Linked DNA regions of Sus scrofa: regions 1 and 3 are each linked to region 2. Evidence: chromatin contacts called from public Hi-C data. All regions are on one chromosome and are shown on one strand. Each heading gives the region's core, a stretch centred on a gene start, on an enhancer-like site or on the middle of the called end of the contact. The rest is flanking DNA. Distances are from core to core; before and after follow the strand shown.

Region 1 (3,293 bases), core at 20-2,519, 670 kb before region 2:
AATCACACAAACTAACTTAAATGCCTTTCTTTTCTGATGGATCCTAATGAAATTTCAGAGATACTGTCAATGCAACTCTGAGTTTTCTCTTCTCCAGAAAAATTCTCCCTAGTTCCTGAAATTGTTTCTCCTAGGCCTTACCTCTAGATTCATTCGATATGTTGATCTATTTTTCATGTCACCCAGAACTAAACAAAATTCCTTTTTGAAAATAATACAAATAATAATTATTTACTGAAGAAAAATGAGAAAACACAGACAAAAAAAGTATTTTTAAATGACCTATAAAAATTTCCAGGCAAAAGGGCCCCCTTTGATATTTTGGCATAAAACCTTCCAAAATTACTCACATGCAAACATGCACTGTTAACTGTTAGCAGGATAGTTGTGTGAAACAAAATGTAAAAAATGATGACTTCTATGTCTATTTCTGAAAAGAGACACACACACAAAAATCCCATTGGAGTAGATTGTTTTTTTCCAGAAAATGTCATTTAGCTACTTCCTAATAGCTATGTAAATATGTTAGTTGTAGCCCCTGATTCTCTAAAGCAGAGAAGCATCTGCTATAAAATGGCAGGGAGGAAATGAAACAACTGCTTAAAAGATTTATGGGTCACTTAAGGCCTCTATTGCTGCTGCTTTCCCCCTACTCCTCCTCTTCTTTCTTCTTCATTTATTAAGAAAAAAAAAAAAAGGTTAAAACCATTCTTGGTTTACAGGCCATACCAAAATGGGGCCCTGACGAGATTTTGCCAGCATGCTATAGTTTGTCTAACTCTGTTCCAGAGGAAGAATTTAACACAGCTTCTCAATTACTGACAAATGTTGTGCCCCCTCAATCTCCTTGGCACATAGAGCTGACTCCTGGGGAGCATTTGGGTAAATCTGGAGCCTCCTGAAAAGAAATGAATGCCTTATATACTGGCTTCTGAAGTTAAACTCTATTGGAGATTTTCTGATGGGTCGAGATGTTCCCAACTGAGATGTGACAAGTAGAAAATATACCAAGAGATCCAAACCTGAACTAGCAACAGGAGAAACAGACATCTGGCTTATTGTTCTAGACCTTTGCATGGTTGGAGAAGAGAACTGACTCTAACATGGTTCATGACTAACTAAGCTAGTTTAGTCAAAAGGTTATGCTTTGGAATTAATGACTAAGGGTATGAGTATATTCTTGGCAAATCATAATCCTCAAAGGAATCAAGTGGTGAGCTCTCTGTTTTACTCATAGTTTATGCTGTAGTAACAATCACTCAAAATCTCTGTGGTTTAACAAGATAAAGGCTTATGTATCGCTTCCAGTGTGGTGGACAGCTCCCCCTGATAGCTCGCTTGTACAGCTCTCCTATTGCACAAGACCTTCTACATAATCAGTCAGGGATCCAGGCTCCTTCCATCTTATGATGTCACCATTTTAATGCATAACGATATTTTCTGTGCATGGGGAAGAAATAGCATGGGCAAGTATTCAGGGTATTATGCACAAGTCTGAAATTGCCAGACCTCACTTATTTTCACATGCATTTCTCAGAATCTATTCAACCTAATTTCAAAGGAGGCTAGGAAATAGAGTTGCCCTATGTGCCCAAGGGGAAAAAAATACTATTTACTATCTAACCAATCTTGGCCACATTCCCTTTACCAATACATAGGTATGGGATAGGGTTAGGGTAGCGTATGTAGCCTCTGAAAAGATCTGAAGCAGAAAGAGTGTAACTACAGTAGTGACTAGTATGTGTAATAATTTTAGATACAAGTTTTCATTGACATACATAGGAATGATGGCATTCGAGACGAGCCTAGGAACTATTTTAGCTCTTTAGTTCTCTTTGCCTGGCATCTGGAACCTAGATGTAATCAATCTCTTGGAACTGAGCAACCTCTGGGGGTTTTCAGAAACAAGAAGGTGGAGAATAAGAGAAACAGGACATCCTGCCAAGTTAGACCAATGAGGGTTTGAGCAATTTATTCAAATACTATATTTTGTGACTTCATATATGATGCAAGCTGATGAAGTAGGACCTACTCTTTACAAATGTGTATGTGTGTGTGTGTGTGTTTACAAACATACTAGAATAATTTCTTCTCATGTCAATGTTAAGGCTGATTTTCCCAGCATGATCTGAACATATCTATTAGAAATCATCTATTACTTTCTTGATTTTGATATCTTGACTCTCAGTAGAGCCTATGAGTAAATGAATATTTAGTAACTACATTATGCTATTTGCACCTAATGATGTCTAAAATCCCGAAGCTTCTCCCCTGTGTTCCTTATCTCTTCTATTTTGTGTTTGTGCAATTCACCTTGGTGATTCACACTTGCTGTTTTTACAACCTTCAGCATATTTTCTTCCCTTCTCTTAGTGAGAACAACAAATTAAATTTGAAATGAATCAGGGTAAGTGGAGAGATTATATTTTTTTATTTTTTTTGAATGGTTGCACCTGCAGTATACGGAAGGTCGAATTGCACCTGCATTTGCAAACTACATCATATTTTGTGGCAACACCAGATCCTTGACCCACTGAGCAAGGCCAGGGATCAAACCTGCATCCTCCTAGACACTATGTCGGGTTCCTAACCAGCTGAGCCACAACAGGAACTCCAAAGTTATAATTAAAATGCTATTCTCAGGGAGTTCCCATTGTGGTGCAGCAGTTAACGAGCCCAACTAGTAACCATGAGGTTTCGGGTTCGATCCCTGGCCTCATTCAGTGAGTTAAGGATCCGGCATTTCCATGAGCTGTGGTGTAGGTTGCAAACGTGGCTTGGATCCTGCATTGCTCTGGCTGTGGTGTAGGCCAGCAGCTACTGTTCCGATTCAACCTGGGAACCTCTATATGCCATGAGTGTGGCCCTACAAAAAAAAACACACAAAAAAACTATTCTCTAGTGTAGAAATGTTCATATAACTGAGCATTTAGACTCATTTTGCCCAGGATACTTAGTCTCATACAAAATGAGTCAGACTGAGAATAAGAATGGGCACACATTTTCATTTAAGAAGTGTCCCTTCATGAGAATTAAAGATGTTCTTATTATCTAGGTAGCTAGAGTGGACTTTTCCTATCTTTTTTGGGGGGTAGTTTCCCAGCTTTCTCATAATGTCTAGGAGTTAGCGTCTATCTTTCAAATATTTTTTATTAAGAATAGCCAGGATTTCACCCTGTTATGTATGATCCAACAATACATAAATGATACACATGTGGGTCCCACTGGAAGACATATTCTTTTTCCATTAAAACAATTTTTTTTTTTAATTTGTGAACTATCGATCCACACTA
Region 2 (3,029 bases), core at 131-2,630:
GTTCACCAACTACAATAATTCTAAAAATGCATTCTCTCCTTAGAGCGGAAGTTACTTAACACTCAGACAGTAAATGCAAAAGTTAATATCTGCAAGATATTTTCAATCTCCATCCTATACTTTATCACTAGTACTCCATATGTGTACTTCATACTTTTTGACTCTTACGACTCCTAATACTAGCATGTCAAAAGTATGCATGAAGTTATTTGAAAAAAAGGACTTGGGAGGAAAGAGGGGAATGCTGAAAATCTTCAACAGGCCTCTTCTAGGCTCATAGCTATGTACTTTAACTGGCTTTTCGATTTCCAGTCATTCAGCAGAAAGGTTTTATTTTCCTTGACAGCCTGCTCTACAAAGCAAGCACCCAGCCAGTTAGCAATTGTAGGATTTGTAAAGAAGGAAAAAAACTACACTATTAAGTATTTTACAATCTACCACAATTCCAACTAGTTATGTAACCTTCTTCCCTGGACATTAGTAAGATTGTTTTTAAAGCACCTTCTCCGTACGGGGAGGGGGACCACAGCCAGAACACAACCCGATAGAAATACAAGTGGGGTTGTGGTCGAAGTAACGACAGCGTTCGTGCATAAATAAGGTGGGTTCTGTGGCAATGTACTGTGAAGCCGGGCTGTGTGAGTAAGGCGGGGACACTGGATTGTGCACAGGTCAATACGGGCAGTGAGTGTAGTCTGTACAACTGGGCGTGTGATGTTTGCTTAGCTAGACACGTCTCCGAACGCTGCGTCTGCCATACCCATCCAGAGAACGCGTGTGCAGAGTGTGTTTGCGAACGCAGACAGGTGGGGTCGAACAGTACTGTGCTTCGCGACTGTCCGTGTGAATAGAGGTGGGTCTGGGTATCAGTCAAGAGCAGCAAGCTCTCCCCCTGGGGCCAGGCGCAGCAACGTCGGCGGCCACCGGCGCCAGCGCGAAGAAAAGACTGATTCCAGATCTCAGAGCTTAGCTGCCCCCCACCCCCACGGCGGAAAGGCACTCCCCCACCTTCTCCGTCCACGACAGTCCCGGCCTAGTCCCCACTCACCCCTCTCCAGTCGCACAGGTTCCCCCAACGCCGCCATCTTCTCCCTTTGCCTGCAGACCCACAGGAAATGACGATAGAGGGGCTGCGGTGGAGGGGCGGGGCTTAGCAGGAGCCGGGAGCAACCGAGCCAGTATCGCGAGAGCGGGAGCAACCGAGCTGGGGCTCGCGGGGATCTTCCCGTGGGCTGAGCGGGCTCCAGAGGGTGGCCTTGGGCTGCATCTTCAGTGCTTGTCAGGTTCTCCAATCCCCCGGCCTCCTATAGTTGAAAAGAGTCTCCCTCCCAATTCTTTCCCCATTCTTAGCTATCCCACCCGTTTGCAACCCTTGGCTCCATGTGGTGGAGTCTGGATTCTTGTTACCCCTTGGTTCTGTGAGCCTGGACTGCTCACTTACCTTCTTTCGGCCTCAGTCTTCCCCTCTGTCGGACAAAGAGTCCGATCTCCGATTTCTTTAGATTCTAAGTGAGATTCGGTGACGTGTGTAAGTGAGATATTATAAATTCCGCATTTGTGGCTCCATTGCTTTAATTAATTTACCAATCCAAGGCATAGATCTTCCCTAGAAATCTGAGAATAAGGATAGAAAGTACGGAGTTCCCCGTCCTGGCGCAGCGGAAACGAATCCTACTAGGAACCATGAGATTTCGGGTTCCATCCCTGGCCTTGCTCGGTGGGTTAAGAATCCGGCATTGCTGTGAGCTGTGGGCTCAGATCTGCCATTGCTGTGGCTGTGGTGTAGGCCTGCAACTACAGCTCCAATTAGACCCCTAACCTGGGAACCTCCATATGCCCTGGGTGCGGCCCTAAAAAACACAAAAGGCAAAAAAAAAAAGGATGGAAAGTGCAAAAGTCATGAAACACTCTTGGGTGAGTGAGAAAACAAGACACTTGGGTGCATCTCAAAGTAGGAATTTTTAAAAGCTCATCAAAAACCTTATATAAATGAAATATTAGGAAGCAAATAATATTCTTAAAACACTCTAGATTCTTAGGACTACTTTTGAAAATTTCATGAGCCAAAACCAATTTTAGGCCTTAATTTGAGTGTGAAATATTAATTTGCCCAGCATTTCAATTCCACTAGTATTTATTCAAGCTCCAGTCTGCACTGCTAATCTGTGGGGTGCTCTTACAAAGGAGTGTTTAACACTTCATGACAAGATGGTTTTAACGACCTCTCTGTTGCCCCATACATCCTTTCCATTCAACTATAGTATTTTCTTCTCTTCCATCATGAATGCCACCATTAGACTCTTTTTTCCCCCTTGAACCCTGATTCCATCATCAAAGGTTACTGCTCAAAAACTTTCAATGGCTTCCCCCCCCCCAATTCCTATTCCTAAAGCCTTGCAAACTCTGATCCTAACTCATCTAACCTCATTTCTCATCCCTCAAATGGAATAACCACTCCAGTAGAGGTGGAATGTTTAAAACCATGCTTCTTCTTGCTTCCAAGTCTTCATTTATTTTGTACTTATGTAGAATGCCTTTCTTCATCGCTTCTAGTTTTCCATACTCTGTACATCCTCAAACTGAACCCATCCTCCAGGTCTGTGGAAGATATGCCACTTCCACTAAGTTTCCCTTTTGGCCATTCTGTTTCCCTTCTTTGGTCCTTAATGGCCCTTATGTCCTGCAAAAGCATTCATGTACTTTTCATCTCTTATTCATTGCTGTCATTTGTTGCTACAGATGTTCAAGAACTTTTGCTAAATATTTAAGGTCTATATCGGGCACCTTGCTAGACATTGAGAATATCATGTGGAGAAAGACAAATGCAGACATTGCCCTTGACTCTTCAAATATTTCTTCCTCAATTCTCCACCTCCTCTCCTTTGAAGACTCTGCTTACGCATATATTCCGCCACCTGACTGTCAACACTGATGCTCTGTTCATTTTGATTTTTCAAACTTCTGTCTCCTTTCTTCAATATCTAATATTCTCTTAATCCCATCTTCTTTTTTCATCTCAATACTGCTCA
Region 3 (3,162 bases), core at 89-2,588, 600 kb after region 2:
GATCCTTAACCCACTGAATGAGGCCAAGGATCGAACCTGTATCCTCATGGATGCTAGTCAGATTAGTTTATGCTGGGCCACAATGGGAACTCCATAAATTATTTCTTAAATACAAATTCATATCTGAATTAGATTCAAATCCAACAGACATTTTTTTTTTTTTTTTTTTTAAGGACCAGGAACTATCCTCTACCCTATCATGCATAGTCTCTATGCAACATAAACCTCTTACTGGAAATAACTTTCATGTTAAAGCCAATGCTTCTACTTAGATTTAAGCATCAAGGAGAAACTTCCCCAAATACAAGGTGGAGGCGCTGACTGTAGTGGAACAACACTACCAACTAAAATCTGTAGTATTCCTCACACACTCTACCTGATTGTTAATAGTTAGTAACCTAAACCATATATGTACTGTACAACTAAATTATTAAATTCTGGTCAAATAATCTCTTCTCACAGAGTAAACAGCACTGTCTTCACTTCTGTGAAACTGAGTACCTAATGAGTTCCTCAAGGCAAGTCTCTCAGAAACTAAGATTAAAAGGTAGAAATGATTCTCAGTGCTTAAAGTCCCTTTCTCTTGCGGAGCACTCTGTCATCCAGAATCCCTTCTGAAGCTCACCTGATCCTCAGCAACCCCGTTAGGCAGTGCTGGCAGGTCCTACCTTGATGCTACAACTGGGGCTCAGGGCCGGTTCCCGGCCAGGCTAACAGCAGAACCTCGCCGGACAAAAAGTTTATAAATTTGTGAACCAAAGCTCCTCATTTGACAGTTAAGCCCTGAGTTACATTTACATCTGTGTCTGAAACAAAACACTCTGCAGTGCGGAAGAAACTTTACACTGTAAGGTGCCGGACAGTTAAAGTGCTCTGCCAAAGTCTGGGACAGCGGCCAGGATGCCCTTTAACATTTCCGACTTCCTCAGAATTTAAAGCAGAAGATCCCTGCCCTTTCTGTTAAGCAGTCGAGGTCTCCCAATCTGGCACAGTCACATTTTAGTGGGTTCTCGAGTTTCTTCTTTCACTTTCACCTCAGGGACCCTAACCAGGCCCACCCTCCCCCCACCGCCCCACTTAACGCTTCCCTGTTTGTCAACAAGCCCACACGGTCCTCTTCCCCTGATGCCTCGGGACCCCTCCACTTCCAGAGAGACAGGTCATTCAAAAAATCTTCCCCGAGACCAGAATTTTTCTCCTCTTGCCTTTCACTTACCTCAGGCCCAGGACAAGTTACGGAGACACTTAACTTCAAGGTCCGCCTGCCGGCGTTTCAAACTCAGCCACGAGATTCAAACCTAAGCCAGCTTCCTCAGCGCCTCGTTTCATTGGCTGGTTTTCATGACGTCATCACGCAAGACTTCGCGATGGCGCGCGGCAGTTTGGCGCCTGGAGTCTCAGAGGCGCTGCGGAAGGGTAGTTGCCTGGCTTCGCGTCACCGTGGCAACGAGAACAGCAGTTTCCGGAGGTGTTGGCCGAGGTGGGCGGGGCTAAACCGGAGCTGCAGGTGGGAGGCAGCCACCTGGGATCTTCAGGCAGCCTTTCGACTGCGGGGTGCGGGGCCGATCTGTCCCAGGGTTCTGGGTGTGAGTGAGATGGGTATTGGCAGGGGTTGGCGGTTCCCCTCTCCTAGGGGCAGTGGCGGAGCCTGTTGGGTGTGGATAAATGGGTTCTGGGTGTTTATTTTCTCCTTTCCTCTATTCGGAAATGAGGTCTTCAAGGAACAGGTCCAGGATCTGAAGGTATAGGGACCTGTTTCTTCTGGCGACTTACACTTTCACTTGGACCAAACTGGGGTCAATTCGTCTCAATTAATTGAAAGTTCAGGATTTTTGGTTTGAGGGCCCAGGCCTACCCCCTTAGTATTGACTGTGAAACTATTTGTTGTATGGCTGTTTTTTACATTTCTTTCTAATGCTGGCGTTACAAAATAAATTCATTTAAATTTATTGGCCTAGTTCATTGTTGGATGGAGTAGGATTTTAAGTCCCAGGTTGTAGGTATTATTTTAGAATGCACACCTTAAAAAAAAAAAAACTGGAAAAAAATGGGAAATGTATTTTCTAAGAGAATTCACCTTTTATTTCTCAAGGTGTGTGTGTGTGTGTGTGTGTGTGTAATTTTTTTAATGGCCACAACCGTGGCATATGGAATTTCCCAGGTCTGGGACTGCATTTGAGCCCCAGCTGTGACCTACTCCACATCTGCAGCAGTGCTGGATACTTTAAGCCACTGCATTAGGCCAGGGATAGAACTTGAGTGTCCACAGTGATCTGAGCCTCTGCAGTCGAATTCTTAACCCACTGTGCCACAGTGGGAACTCCTCAGGATATTTTTAATAGTATGGTCTGAGTTTTATTGTTGTTCTTTATGTTCTTGTTGTATCTGTTGATTTAGCAGTTATTATTGTAGATTTTAAAGACATACTAGCACACAATTGAGTCAAAAATCCCTGCCCTCTTGGAGTTTATATTCTAGTGATTCAACATCACCATGTATGTTGGATAGTACAATACTAAATGAAAAGTATTATAGGTGAAACCTTCATATTATAGACATTTTTTCTTATTGAAAATCAGAAGCACTATTGTATATGATGCATGTTATATGATTGTTTGTGAATGGTGGATAGAGTATCAGCAAAGCTACTAATTGTTGGCTGTATTACATATATCTTAGCTAATGAGATAGTGATTTGTATGGTACTGGGTATTGTATAAAATTGAGAAGCCTTTTTATTTTATTTCAAATATGTACTCTATAGTCTGCCTTTGACATCTCGGGCATTTTATTTAATTGTACATATGTTAATCTAATTATTTAATTCTCAAAACAGCCTATGAAATGTAGATACTATCCATTTTACTGAAGGGACACTAGAGTTTTCGGAAAATCTCTAAAGGAAAATATTTCTCTTGAACTGTACAACCTAGCCAATTCAGAATGGAGTCATTTGTTTCTGAAATACTTTCTAGAGTAAGTGATATCAATATGCTATCTTAATCTATTCTGAAAATAGACATGTTTGTCAATTTCTTGTAAAATTTCGTTGATTGCTAGTGAATAAGTAAGTAGAAGTGTTTCAAATTGTGTCTCTTTTGACAAGCACATTATAGGCTGACCAGTCTTGCAGGTGTTTCCAGGTGCTAAGTGCTTACTTTA

What was found. A called contact is a pair of places that touch in the nucleus more often than the background predicts.
Region 1: a Hi-C map of embryonic fibroblasts shows a contact between it and region 2, with 2.2 times the contacts expected there. The contact joins the enhancer-like site here to the promoter of LIN7C in region 2. A contact is called at or near these places in 11 of 47 Hi-C or Micro-C datasets (embryonic fibroblasts, epiblast stem cells, fetal heart ventricle and 7 more).
Region 3: a Hi-C map of embryonic fibroblasts shows a contact between it and region 2, with 2.8 times the contacts expected there. The contact joins the promoter of KIF18A here to the promoter of LIN7C in region 2. A contact is called at or near these places in 1 of 47 Hi-C or Micro-C datasets (embryonic fibroblasts) and 1 of 2 datasets of contacts at active chromatin or transcription factors (alveolar macrophages).

What each region holds. Positions count from the first base shown.
Region 1 is chr2:33,515,142-33,518,434 of Sscrofa11.1, reverse strand. No RefSeq gene overlaps it. Among named protein-coding and RNA genes, the nearest start is that of SLC5A12, 44 kb to the left of the region's middle. Within about 2 kb of position 1,269, at least 4 of the 83 cell types and tissues checked have an H3K27ac peak or open chromatin away from gene starts, as enhancers often do. A contact at or near this core is called in embryonic fibroblasts, where this site is marked.
Region 2 is chr2:32,843,279-32,846,307 of Sscrofa11.1, reverse strand. LIN7C (protein lin-7 homolog C) reads right to left here and starts at 1,380. Exons shown (of 5, transcript XM_003122904.4): 1 at 1,049-1,380. The coding sequence starts at 1,085.
Region 3 is chr2:32,242,249-32,245,410 of Sscrofa11.1, reverse strand. KIF18A (kinesin-like protein KIF18A) reads right to left here and starts at 1,338. Exons shown (of 17, transcript XM_003122903.4): 1 at 1,217-1,338. It overlaps METTL15 (probable methyltransferase-like protein 15), which reads left to right and starts at 1,337. Exons shown (of 7, transcript XM_005654689.3): 1 at 1,337-1,480. The coding sequence starts at 1,342.